Linked DNA regions of Hordeum vulgare: region 1 is linked to region 2. The links are chromatin contacts, called in public Hi-C maps. All regions are on one chromosome and are shown on one strand. The core of a region is the stretch at or near the end of the contact, and the rest is flanking DNA. Distances in the headings are between cores, read along the strand shown. Region 1 holds the start of LOC123410652 (serine/arginine repetitive matrix protein 2). Region 2 holds the start of LOC123407578.

Region 1 (6,040 bases), core at 1,953-4,452, 160 kb before region 2:
AACTTTTTAGAATCCAGCTCTAAAATATACTACAAACAGATTAGACTAAAGCTCATATTGATCAAAAGAGATACTACTTTTGAGGCATCAATGTCATTAGTTAGTCCTCACCATTGTTGACCAAGAAGCTGTGTTGTTTTCAACTTTTCGTTTAGTTTTCTGCTTATTCCTCAGTGGAAAAATGACATGTTCAGTTCTAGGATATAGACTTTATGAATCAAGATCATGCATGTTTATATATATTATAAACAACAAGACAATACCAACTCCTTCGACTAAGTACTCAAACATGTTTGTTCAGAACCACACCAAGCAGGTTTACTGATGATATATTTTTTACGTTTTTCACTTATGGTTTTGAGAAATCAGTATAGCAACACCCTATTATCCTCAGTCATTTCTCAAAGCACTACAATCAAGGTGGAAACAAAAACAATTTTGATGACATTTCATTGTCCTAACACCTCAGCATAACCAATGTAATCCTGGTCATCAACCAGTAACATCATCCATGCTCAACATGGTAGCACTAATGTGAAATATTTGAAAATTCTTTAAGAGGTGGAGTGGAGGGGGCATTGTTGCACCTTGAATTGATCCCTTCCATTGTAACACTCAAACCCTAGTAAATATAAGTAGCTTGAAAGAACTAGTGCAGCACAAGAAAATAAGCAAAGGTTTCTGGAAAAGTTACCTTCTCAAGCTGAGTTCTGATTTCTTCAACAGCTTGCCTCACTTCTTTACGCATCACATCATACAGCACATTTGAATCATTATCTTCAATTGGCTGCTCCAATGATAACATAAAACACATATCTATTAAATGCTAGGTCTTCCAAAACTCTAGTTGTGGGAATTTGAAATAATATTGTGAAATCAACCTTCTCCTGGGAATAAACAGCCCGATTTCCACTGTTACTTCTGCTATGAAAAGAATGAGCATCCCTAGATTCATCATCAGTTAACGAAGAATGGCTCTGCAAATATCAACACGAATATATTCAATGTCGAATTTCAACCACAAAAAAAAATGAGCCCACGACACATGACAGTGTCAATTGTTATTATGCACCAAGAAACAGACAGCACAAATTTCCTCCCCCTAAAAAAAAGCACACCACAAATAGAACTATTACACACCATGTTGCATCACTGCAACAGAAACTAATTGCACTGTGCACCAGCTATATTGCAACTTTTCGTACAGAAACTAATATTTAAAAGATGATACATTTTTCACATCCATAAATAGCAAGGGCCTAATCAGTGATCAATAATTTCTAGCAACACAGAAAATACAAGATGAGAGGTACTCACTGAGCCGCTGTCTCGTAAATGTACAAAATCATTTTGACTTGTAGACCTTGTCAGAGTCTGATTCACTTTAGACTTATTAAGTGAATTCTGCAGACTATGGCCATTGCTAGATTTGGTATTTGTGCCCCTAGAACCAGACCGGCGAGAAAAATCCATATCATTCTGCAACCATAAATGGAAAAGAAAATTAGAAGCAGCATTAAACATACTAGATGCAATGAATTGCAGGAATACAGGTTAAGTTTTTTATGTTGTTCAAGCAGAATAAACCGGAAGGTGATAATGGGAACACAAAGTGCACGATCAAAAGGCAAAAACAAGGAATCGGATGATTACTGACTTTGACGAGAATTGAACAAAGCGCACTAGGAGTTAAAATTAAAAGGCACATTAGCAATAATAAAGCAGAGTGATAGCCTAGTTTTGAACACTATTCAGAACTCATAGATAACATTAGGGCATTCTTAATTTCATTCTACCAATGAAAAGGCAGAGCTCCTGGCAATAATTTGAAAAAATATATACTTAATTTCAAGCTATCAACGGCATTACGTTTACCTACTTGCGAAGGAACAGAGGATAAAAAAATGACTTCACAGTGATTCCAGTCACTTGTTTTGTTACAAGAAAAATTGACATTGTGTAGGACATTCTGCTGTTGAATTCCAAATAATAAACCGTCTTATTTCCATGGAAAGCATCCTATTGTCATGGGCATACAATTGGCAACGTATATCTGTTGTATAATATAATTCCCCACTTCCTCCAATCTAATATTAATTTTGGATTGTCCATAATAGATCTAAACAAGAACACAGGAAATACCAAAGGAAAAAGTGCAAAGGCATGTGAATGTCAATTGTAAAGCATGAACTAAGAAACAGTAAAACATAACCAATTGCTCATTTCTGGCTTATCATGACAAGCATCAGTGTTTATTCCTAGTGCATCTGATACGGGGTCTACTTACTCCATCTCATCTATTCAATCTGATCAACTAGACTAGGGTACGTAATTAACACTGTTATAAATTCAAACATCAAATAGACTCGGATAAAAAAAAACTAAAAAAGAGATGCTATTTTGGGTTAAGAAATACAGTACTAGATTCAAACGTGAAATGCTACTGGAACTTACATCCGATTCACACCACCGCTGCCGGTCCGTGGAGGCACGGCGGTCCACCGAGGCATACCGTTGCCGGCCAATCGAGGCGCGCCGATCCACCGAGGCATACCTCTGCCTCCTGGCGGCGACGGCCCCATTTTCAGCCGCGGAGGCCCCGGCCCGCCGCTCCGGCGGGGGCCGCGACACCGAGCGCTCGCGCTGCCTGGACGAGGCCGTCTCTCTGGCGTACCGCGCGGTGGAGCTCCGCCGGGCGCCGCGGCCCTTCTCGGCGGGCGCGGGGAACCTGAGCCGCCCGCGCGAGTCGTCGTCCCCGCGCTGCACCACCACCTCCTCGTCGTCGTCCTCGGACTCCACCCTGGCCCGGAAGAACTCGTCCGCCAGGTCGTCGAGGCTGATCTCCGGAAAGCCGCCCGACGGCCCCCCGCCCCGCACCTTGGTCACGAACCTCGAGGAGGGCGTCGGCGCGTCCTCCGGGGACGGCGACGGCGGCGGGAACCGGTTCAGGCTCCTCGACCGGCGGAGGCTGCCCCCGCCGCCCGCGCCGTCGGGCGTCCGGCCGCGCGCCGCGGCCCCGAACGCGTCCCTCCTCGCCGTCGCCGCCGCCATCGCCGCAGCGGCTAGGGTTTCGAGCTGCCGCCGCTAACCCCCACAGCTCCTGTGCTTGTCGCAGCAGGCAGCACAGCACTACCGGACCAGATAACGAACGGGAATGGCGAGGCGAACGGGCCTCGAGTGCGCCGAGCGAAATCGACACGAAAATCCCTTTCCCCCCCTCTGGAGTCTGGACTTTGGTAGCACCGCGCCCGTACAACAACGTGCGCCCCGGGCCCGCCTGTCATCGGGCGTTGGGCCCCGAGCGATGGCGTGCGCGTCGGGCGGTCGGGGGGAGGTTTCGAATTCGAAATTCGAAAACCGAAACCCGGCCGGGCTTTGAGGGGGGATTCAAACGATCATCCGTTTCGTCGGCACGTGAATGAATCGTAACTGCGCTGTGCCGCTGCAGGAAAGGAAATGATTGTCCAGCCGTGCAAGCATTTATTACGCCGGGGGGGAAACGTTGGCACGGGGGACGGGCTGTGGGTCGTTGGACGTTGCTGCCATGCCGACGCGTCGGCGTCGGTCGGTCGCCCGTGGCCTGCCCTCGTGTGCTCCGCCGAGCGCCAACCACCGCAGTTCGACGGAGCCACGCACGCACGCCGTCTGCGATGCAGAGCTCAGCTGCTACTGCTGTGCCGTGTCTGAGAATGAACTGGCTGCTCGTGGGGGCGAGCCGGGGGGGAAACTAGCGGGAAATTTTGAAGTTGCGGGGCACAGCTCGTAGCTCGACTTGCTCTACGTCGATCAGTGGGCCGCTCAGCTTTCCGAAGGCGGCTGCAGCGTGCAGTGGGGATAATAGTTGCGCCTCGGGCCCTCCTGCTCTTCTGTCCCCCTGCCTGCGCCTCGTGCTGATCTTTTTTGCTTTTGGAACGCACGAACCGCGACTCTTGGTACTCGAGGAGGGCAAAATTTCGTGTTTTTGATTTTTTTTTTATAGTGGATTCAGACTTTATCCTAATTTATAAAAAATTTGAAATCCCATCATTTTCTTACCGTCACAATCCATGACGGTAGGATATAACAGCCTATCGACAAGGTCCCTGACGATAGGGTTATACGTTCTACCATAAAATAAAAATCTAAGTTGCAAACGCAAGGTGTGCACGCACCTACCATCGAACGCCTTGGCGGTAGGGTTGCACACCCTACCACCCGTGTGGCGATAGGGATGTGTTGCCTGACGTGGTCAAGTTGCCTACCATCGAAGACTTTGGCGCCAGGCTGTTGTACCCTACTGCCATGACGCCTTGCGGTAAGAAAAGGGTTAGATTTGATTTTTTTCTACAAACTAGGGTCAAATCTAGATCAACTATCAAAAAGGATCAAAACACGAAATTTAGCCGCCTAGAACCAAACCATATCATATTTTTTTCTATGGTCTTGTACTAGTAAAAATGTTCGTGCGTTGCAAGGGAAGAGAAAAAATACCACACGCGTTTAATTTATAAAAAATAGTCTATAATCAGGGAATTTGTAGCTATAGTTTAAACAAAGATGGTCTTAGCCTACGAAGCGCAGTTCAAGATCACACATGTATTCTATTTCAATACATCTTGCATGCAGATTTAATTCATGCAAAGAAATGGGTAAGTGATCATGCATTTATTCATGCCATGGGTGAAATAGAGTATCGTTACGGGCTAGTAAAGAAAAACGACAAAAATAAACAATTAAATATTAGCACACTACGGAGACATGTATGCATCCAAGCCGGTTTTTAGTTTAAGCATCACCAACTTAGGATACCTCTTGAACAGTTTTTTCAGGTGTATATTTCTTAAATGCATGACGAGTTGTTAAAAAGATATGCATGATTTTCTAATCATAAAGATAGATTTTTTTGTTTAGAAAAGAATATTTTTGTATGGCCTCGTGTGGACGCAGGTAATTGTGCCCCTATTTTATCACTGTTTGCCATACATCTCATAGGTATTGGTCACTGTTTCATCACTATTTATATGTTATAAAATATGTATTTTATTTCATTTTTTGTCATGCATGTCTCCTTTTTAGTTTTTTTCATGCATGTCCTCTTTTTATTCTTCTTATATATAGGAGAATAGCGGAACATCTCATCTTTATCGGATCTCCTTTGCATATTATTTTTTATTTTTTTATAGCGGATATCTCATCTTTATTGGGTTCTTCATTTGTTTCTTGTCATGCATGTACTTATTTATTGGGTGTTTCTAGAAAATTTATCTTTAATTTCGTACCCAGTCCTGATTTTGCTGAGGTGTTCATTGCCAATACGAATCAGTACCGGTACAAAAAAGAGACAAATAATGCATTATTGATTAAGATTGCATCCTAGATAGTACTTTTTAAGTTGTTAATAAGTAAAATAACATCATATTCATATTTTACATATTTTTCTAATCAAATTCATATATAGCATGTTAATTTTGAAAATATGGTTTAGAAGATATTAGTATTTTAAAAAACATTTGATATGTACTTCGGGTTTAATGTCAAAACATTAGAGGTTTTTTTATAAAACAGCATGACAGACTAAAAATACTTATTTACTTTATTAATAGATATATGTTGTAATACTGAGGTAATAGTATTCACAACTTGGCCAATCATAGTCTTCAGCATCTTAACATGTAGGTTATACTAGTACAAATGCCCGTGCGTTGCAACGGGCTATAAATTTAATAAAAGTCGGTCTTTATATTTTTATTATTATAATTAATTGATTTTCTATGATTAACAGTTTCATTTATAATTTTGTGCACTGTTTGTGCTTGGAACAAACATAACGACCTGTTATACACAACACACACAATATCAGAAAAGGGAAAAATCCAAGAAGAAGCACCGGATAACAGCTCTCCCATGTGGCGGTTCATGCACTTGCAAGAATCTTCTACCTCATGATTAAATCATCGTATTAAATGTTTTTTAAAATTTTAAAAATGATTTATCTCACAGATTAATAATTTGATTGAAGATTCGTCTTCATCGTTAGGTTCGTTCCGATGAGACCTTCAAA
Region 2 (6,299 bases), core at 3,410-5,909:
AATTTTCTTTGAGTTCTTATTTATTTTTTGGTTTTGTTTTTTGCTTTATCACTCTTTTTTTTGTTTTTCTTTTTGTTCATTTTACCATAGTTTCTTTGTTTTATCATTGTGCTTTTTTTCTTACATCCTCCGTTTCACTTTGGTTTTCTTTGTTTCTTTATTGGTTCTCCTCGTTTTCTTTGCTTTTTTTGTTTCTTTGTTGGTTTGTATCAGCTTTTTCTTCAACACATGTCCACTTTTTCCACAGTACACAATGTACATTTTCAGAGCTCACATGATGCATTTTACAGATACACGCTAGATAATTTTCAGATACATGGTGTACATCTTTTATAAAAAAAGTACACGTTTGAGCATATTTTGGATAGATGATTTGTTTTTCAAATACATGTTATATATTTTAAATAGCAATGAACATTTTTTGTACATTGTATAAAATTTATTGGAATTCTCATAGACATTTTTTGGAAACACGTGAATATTTTCAGAAAATATCACGATACATTCTTTTAATGGAAATAAAAAAGTTAACCTACATGATTTTTTTACATTTGTATATATCATTTTCTAAAATTTTATGATTTTGTGTTTTGAAATGCAGGGATATGTCCATCAAATGTGACGTACATCTTAGTGGCACAAAACATTTTTTTAGATTATGCAAACATTACTTTTACATTGTATATACATTTTATAAAAAGTATAATACACTTGTTTGAAATGTGGGAAGATTTTTACATTCCCCCAAACATTTTTCTGAAAGTTATTGACAATTTTTGAAACTACGCTAATTTTTTTTTATATCATGTTGACATTAAAAAAATTCAAATTGCAATTTTAAAATATATGTATTAATTTAAAATATAAATACGTAAATAGGGTATAAAATAAATTCGTGTGCAGGATGAGCCCTACTGGGTTGGCCACCACCAGCAACTATAGACGAGCCAGCCATGTGCCTCCCAGTAAGTGGCACATAACCGCCGCAGAAGCTATGTGTCGCCCATACCGATTCCTTATAAGAATCGCCTATAGACCCATTTAGTTCAGCATAAGCCAGATGAAATGGGTTACAAGAGCACAAACAAATAAAAAAGCCCAACAAGAAAATAGATCCATGATGTGTGAACAAACAGAAAGAGTAACATGAAGTATTCCTATAAATATGTTGTTGTCCTTGTGTGATGGAAGAAAAATAATAAAAAGCCAAATAAAATGTGATGCCGTCCAAGTTACAGTCATATTGTACCTCTTATAATTGTGTGATATATGTGTAGTGTGTAACTGTAAATATGTTATGAGTGTAATTGCATATCTAGCGATGAATATGTTGCTAGATCGACATCTCTTCCCACACCACAAAATAGTAATAAAAATGTAAAATAAAAAATCTAAATAATTTGGATGACAAAACAAATAGATTCTACTCATTGCCTTTTTAGGGGGTTCTTTTTGAAACACACAAAACACGCTTGCATGAACAAGAAATACAAAATACCACAACCCATATGAAGACAAGGCAAAAAATAAGTAGCCCATAGAAAAAAATCCACAACCCAAGCTATGAGGCGCAACCCAAATCATCATGTGGTTGGATAGTTAGAAGGACATTGGTATCCACTGCCCACCAGACTTCAAGTCTCATATTTGACATTGAAGCTTGCCTTTTTTCGGATTTATTTTAGGTCTTCCGACAATATGCGTTCAGTAAGAGAAGACGTTTTCATCGACTACAAAGGCGTTTGTGGTGACTTCATCAATCTCAAGATGATGTGTCGACTCAGTTTCTTGGAAGTGTTCATAATGGTAGGTATTCTTGCGTATGTTTACAAGAATGAGTCTATACTCATATATATATATATATATGAACGATTTCGAATATACTTTATTAAAAAGAACTATGAGATGCAAGAGCGTAATGCATGAGACAAGACAGACAACACACGGAAGCCACAAGTAGCCTATGGGCCGCATGACATCGCCCAAACAAAAGAAAACATAAATCTTGGGATGTGGTCCTATGAATATGCATTTAGAGATGCCATCCTTATTTCTCATCCAGATGTGTTTTATCAGTTCTTTGGGAGAAAAAAAAGGCAACGTAATATTTCTTGATGTCGGGGCTGACGAGCATTTAAAGGGAAAAAAACTTGTATGTATTTAAAAAAAATAATCATCCGTATATTTAGCAAAGCTTCACAAGTTATTTGAGAAACCTGATTCAGACATAGCTTTGCGTGCCTTTCCCCCATCTACCTGTTCTTTTTTTCCCTTTGAACGCATTCGGCATTCACAACCCTTTTCTCATTTGTGATGAAGGCACATGAAAGGTGCGAGTTGGGCGACGAAGACTCGTGAAAAAACAAACCCGTCCAGGCCCACTCGCAGTTGTTCACAGGCGCACCCGTCCGTCACCTTCAGAAAAGTCCAAGCCACCAACGAATGCACATACCCAAACTACCCCCACACTCCTGGAGTTGGTCCCACAAGGTCGCCAGTCGCCCCACAAGGATAGTCGCACTCACGCGTCCGGCAGGTCTTCAGGCCCACTCGATGACTACTGGGCCCCGCGTCAGAGCATCAGCCTCTCCTCTCGTTCCTCGGAGAGGTGGTGGTGGACACTGGACAGGGCAGCAGCTCGGGGCCCGGGAGCAGGTGAATACTCGGGCTTTGCGAGCTCCAAGTTCACGACGTACTCCAACTTTTTTTTGTAGCTCTAGCAATTTTTGCGTCCAGCAGCTTGGCGGGGGCCTCATACCGAACTGCTACCGTATTCAAGATTTCAAGTTCCTTTCCAGTTGTTTAGGACGTTTGCGGCGACGACCCTAGGGATATGCACAATTACTATATAAGCAAGGGCTTTCTCAAGAGAAACACCGACGCGACGAGTGTCTATTGTTTTTCAGGTGATGCATATGCTGAAGAAAGACAATAACAGGTTATAGAGCCAGATGTGTGAGTGTATTTTACGTCATTTTGATGTATTATAATGAGCTATGCTGACGGAGCTCATACATACAAACACATACATTAATTTACGCTCGTTGGTCTACTACATACGAGTGCGATTTAAATAGCTTTGCATCCCCAGCCCCGACGGAGCAGAATATGAGATAGGCATCTCATCCTGGACCAGCCCTTCCATGTGCAACCAAGATCGCATATCTCAGACGTAATGAGTATAAAAAAACATGTGAATGGGATGCCATGAACAATGAATTTTTGTATGATCGCCAACACAAAATTTCTCTCTCTCTCTCTCTCTCTCTCTCTCACACACACACACACACACACACACACATTTTAGAGCAATAGATATATAGAGAGAGCGCATTGATCTTCACGAGGTTTAAGCTCATGTTAAGTTCTTACAAAACTCAACGACATAAGAATGTGTTTCAAAGAAAAATGGCAACTCCAACTCTATAACTGGAAAGACCACGGAGGATAGTATAAGTTTCCTAAAAAATAATTACGATATTCATATTTGAACTATGCCCAGGGTGAGTTGGAGCACTGCAACAACATTTATTTATTGTCTGGTTTCAGATTTTTGGAGTTTAGATGCTCTTTTTGCCAGGGGTGGAGGGCAACATCATGCCGACCCCACGCTTGCTTCGCTATACTATAGCGATAAATTCCCATAGAGTGTGCTATAGAATGCCACATGATGCATGACTTTGGTTGTCGACATTGACATGCCCCGTGAATGATTGTCTACGCCATTGCTTTCCACGAAGTGATCATCGACGAGATATTTATCGCCAAAGAAATGCTCAGTGATAACCCGACTAGATAGTTCAATGAGCTCTCGCTATATATATTGTACAAGCTGTTTGAGAAGGCCTAGCCATTATTCTATTTAGAGCGTCTCCACAAAATTGCTCCCTCGGTGCTTCACAGTTGCAATATCCATCATTTTCTAGGAAAATGCTATCTGGCTGACTTATTCTAGTGAACTACTCTCTACTTCACAGCCACATGATTCAGATCACACAAATGGCAGTTTCTGAATAAATTTGCCTCAAAATAAACGAACCGTCATGCACTACACTAAAAATGACACCCCAATGACACTAAAAATGCCAGGTCGTCCGCAAATGCCATCTCCGACAGCGAAAGTTATATTGCGGTCTTCTTTTTAGGGGTACTATATTCATCTCTTTACAACTCGCATCCACATCCTAATCCTAACCAGAAAAGAGAAGCCGAGAAGCAGTGCCGGTACATGGCCCGTGCAAAAGCAGACCAATCAGCGCACAACTGCCACCGCCTTTCGGGCCACGCCCCATGTACGCCCCATGCACGGCGCATGTGCCGCGAGACGGCGCCGCACATGCGTCCCGGAAAACCTCAGGGGCTAAAGTACAAAAGCGCGAATAAACAGCAGCAAAGCAAAGCCCCATTTTAAACCCAGTTTTATATTTTTTTTCCTCGTCACATCGTCCTCTTTAACGTTCACATTTCCCACGCGGCCCATCCCTCCCAACTCCGTCCGTCCGATCCCCCGCCGCAGCCAGCCGGCCCCACTCGCTCCCCGTCCCCGTCGCCGGCGCCCCGGAAAACCCCGCCTCCCCACGCCGCTGGCCGGGCCTCGCGGCTCGCGGCGGGCATTTCGAGCTGCGGCTCGCCGGGGACCGCGCCGGATCCGGCGGGACAGGCTCGGCGGTGCCGCGAGCTGCCGCTGCGGTCGGCGCAGATCCGTGGTTGTGCGCAGGGAATTTTAGGGGGTCGGCTCCCGGTTGGACTCGGCTCGAGTTGATTTCCGCGGGTTGGTGGAGGTAGGTTGGTGTGTGGGGGAAGCTGGTGGGCGGCCGCGGTACATGAGCCCCGGAAGCCTCCGCCGCCGCCGCTGCGTCTGTGGTTGGGGAGCTCTCGCGGCGCCATGATCGAGCAGTTCGTTAACTTCGTCATCCGCCCGCCACGGTAACCGCCTTGCTGGCTTATTCTCACTGCTTTGCCAAATTTTAGTTTGCTTTCAGCTACGAGTAGGTCGAACGTGCTACTTTTGACTTTTGTTGTCATAGTATAATGATGTCTACGTGCTTTCGATGGTCATACTTTGCTCTGCAAGTACGAGTGTACTGTGATTCGTCTATCAAGGCGTAATCCAAGCTTGTGGGGAATTGTAGTGAATTTTGGCATCTCATAGTAATGTTACCAATGCTCAAAGTGTAGCACTCGACAGCGTGTAAGTTATGTGCTCAAAATACAAAAGGTTAAGCAAGCGTATGAGCCAAAGTTTGTTGGTGAAGGCGTGAAGCCTTGCTATAGAGAATCGTGTACTAGTGTTCGAGGTGGACAAGTAGCTCCTCCTAATCATAAGTTCTCTAGTGGCAAAGTTAAACTGATCTGAGATACTAAATGGCAATTGCAACAAACTTTTGCATTTCGTTAACACATGTAGTTTCAACTCAACCGCGCTTCTCTCAAATTTAATTTATGCCTTTTCTTAAGACACATGAAAGTGGATGTTAAAGCTCCCAGAACTTTGGTATTCATCAAATGATATCCTTTTCTCTCTCTATATATGTACTGCTCTCAGCTGGTTAACTGGATGTATATTTACAGTGCAGAGTACAACCCAGATCAGTATTTATGGGAGCCAGAGTTTACTCTTGCAGGAAGAAAGTACAAACGAATAGATTTGGAGGCAAGTAAGGGGAGCAGTTATTGAGGCTCTTTGCTGGGTTCCATTTGCCAATGGAAAGACTTTATGCCGATTATCAACATTATTGTATATTGGACTTATTCTTGTACCTGTATGTTGTGGCAGCTTTCCAATGAAAGAAACCAGACCTTAAAGTGCAGCCACTATGTTCCCGCCGTCATCCCAGAAAACACCGCCCTTCCATGTGTGATCTACTGCCATGGGAATAGGTACTGACATTCTGATTCAGTGGATTTGGAAATATAGTTGTCTATGTTCTACTGTTTAACAATAAACACGTAGTGATGTATCAGGATTAATGATGGCATCTATTTTCTTTTCACATTTAGTGTATACCTTAAATAATCACCAATAATGCTGGCCAATTGATTTTTTTTTTAAACCTAATGCAGTGGGTGCAGAGCAGATGCAAACGAAGCTGCTGTCATACTTCTGCCTTCAAACATCACACTTTTTGCACTTGATTTCGCTGGATCGGGGCTATCAGGGGGAGAGTATGTCAGCCTTGGTTGGCACGAGGTGAACATTCATTATAAATTTCAAACAACTTTTTTATAATTTAGTGATTGCACTGTTCTGAAAAAACATACAACTACCAGAAACAGGATCTCAAGTCTGTGGTGTCCTT

Evidence for each region. Hi-C and Micro-C count contacts between places; a contact is called where the count stands out from the background.
Region 1: a Hi-C map of seedling shows a contact between it and region 2, with 3 times the contacts expected there. The contact joins the promoter of LOC123410652 here to the promoter of LOC123407578 in region 2. A contact is called at or near these places in 2 of 6 Hi-C or Micro-C datasets (leaf and seedling) and 1 of 1 datasets of contacts at active chromatin or transcription factors (embryo).

Annotation. Positions count from the first base shown.
Region 1 is chr7H:532,771,983-532,778,022 of MorexV3_pseudomolecules_assembly, reverse strand. LOC123410652 (serine/arginine repetitive matrix protein 2) reads right to left here and starts at 3,202. Exons shown (of 8, transcript XM_045103593.1): 1 at 2,455-3,202; 2 at 1,318-1,479; 3 at 882-977; 4 at 695-787. The coding sequence starts at 3,051.
Region 2 is chr7H:532,609,449-532,615,747 of MorexV3_pseudomolecules_assembly, reverse strand. LOC123407578 reads left to right here and starts at 4,659. Exons shown (of 14, transcript XM_045100745.1): 1 at 4,659-4,926; 2 at 5,572-5,653; 3 at 5,777-5,880; 4 at 6,064-6,190; 5 at 6,271-6,299. The coding sequence starts at 4,886.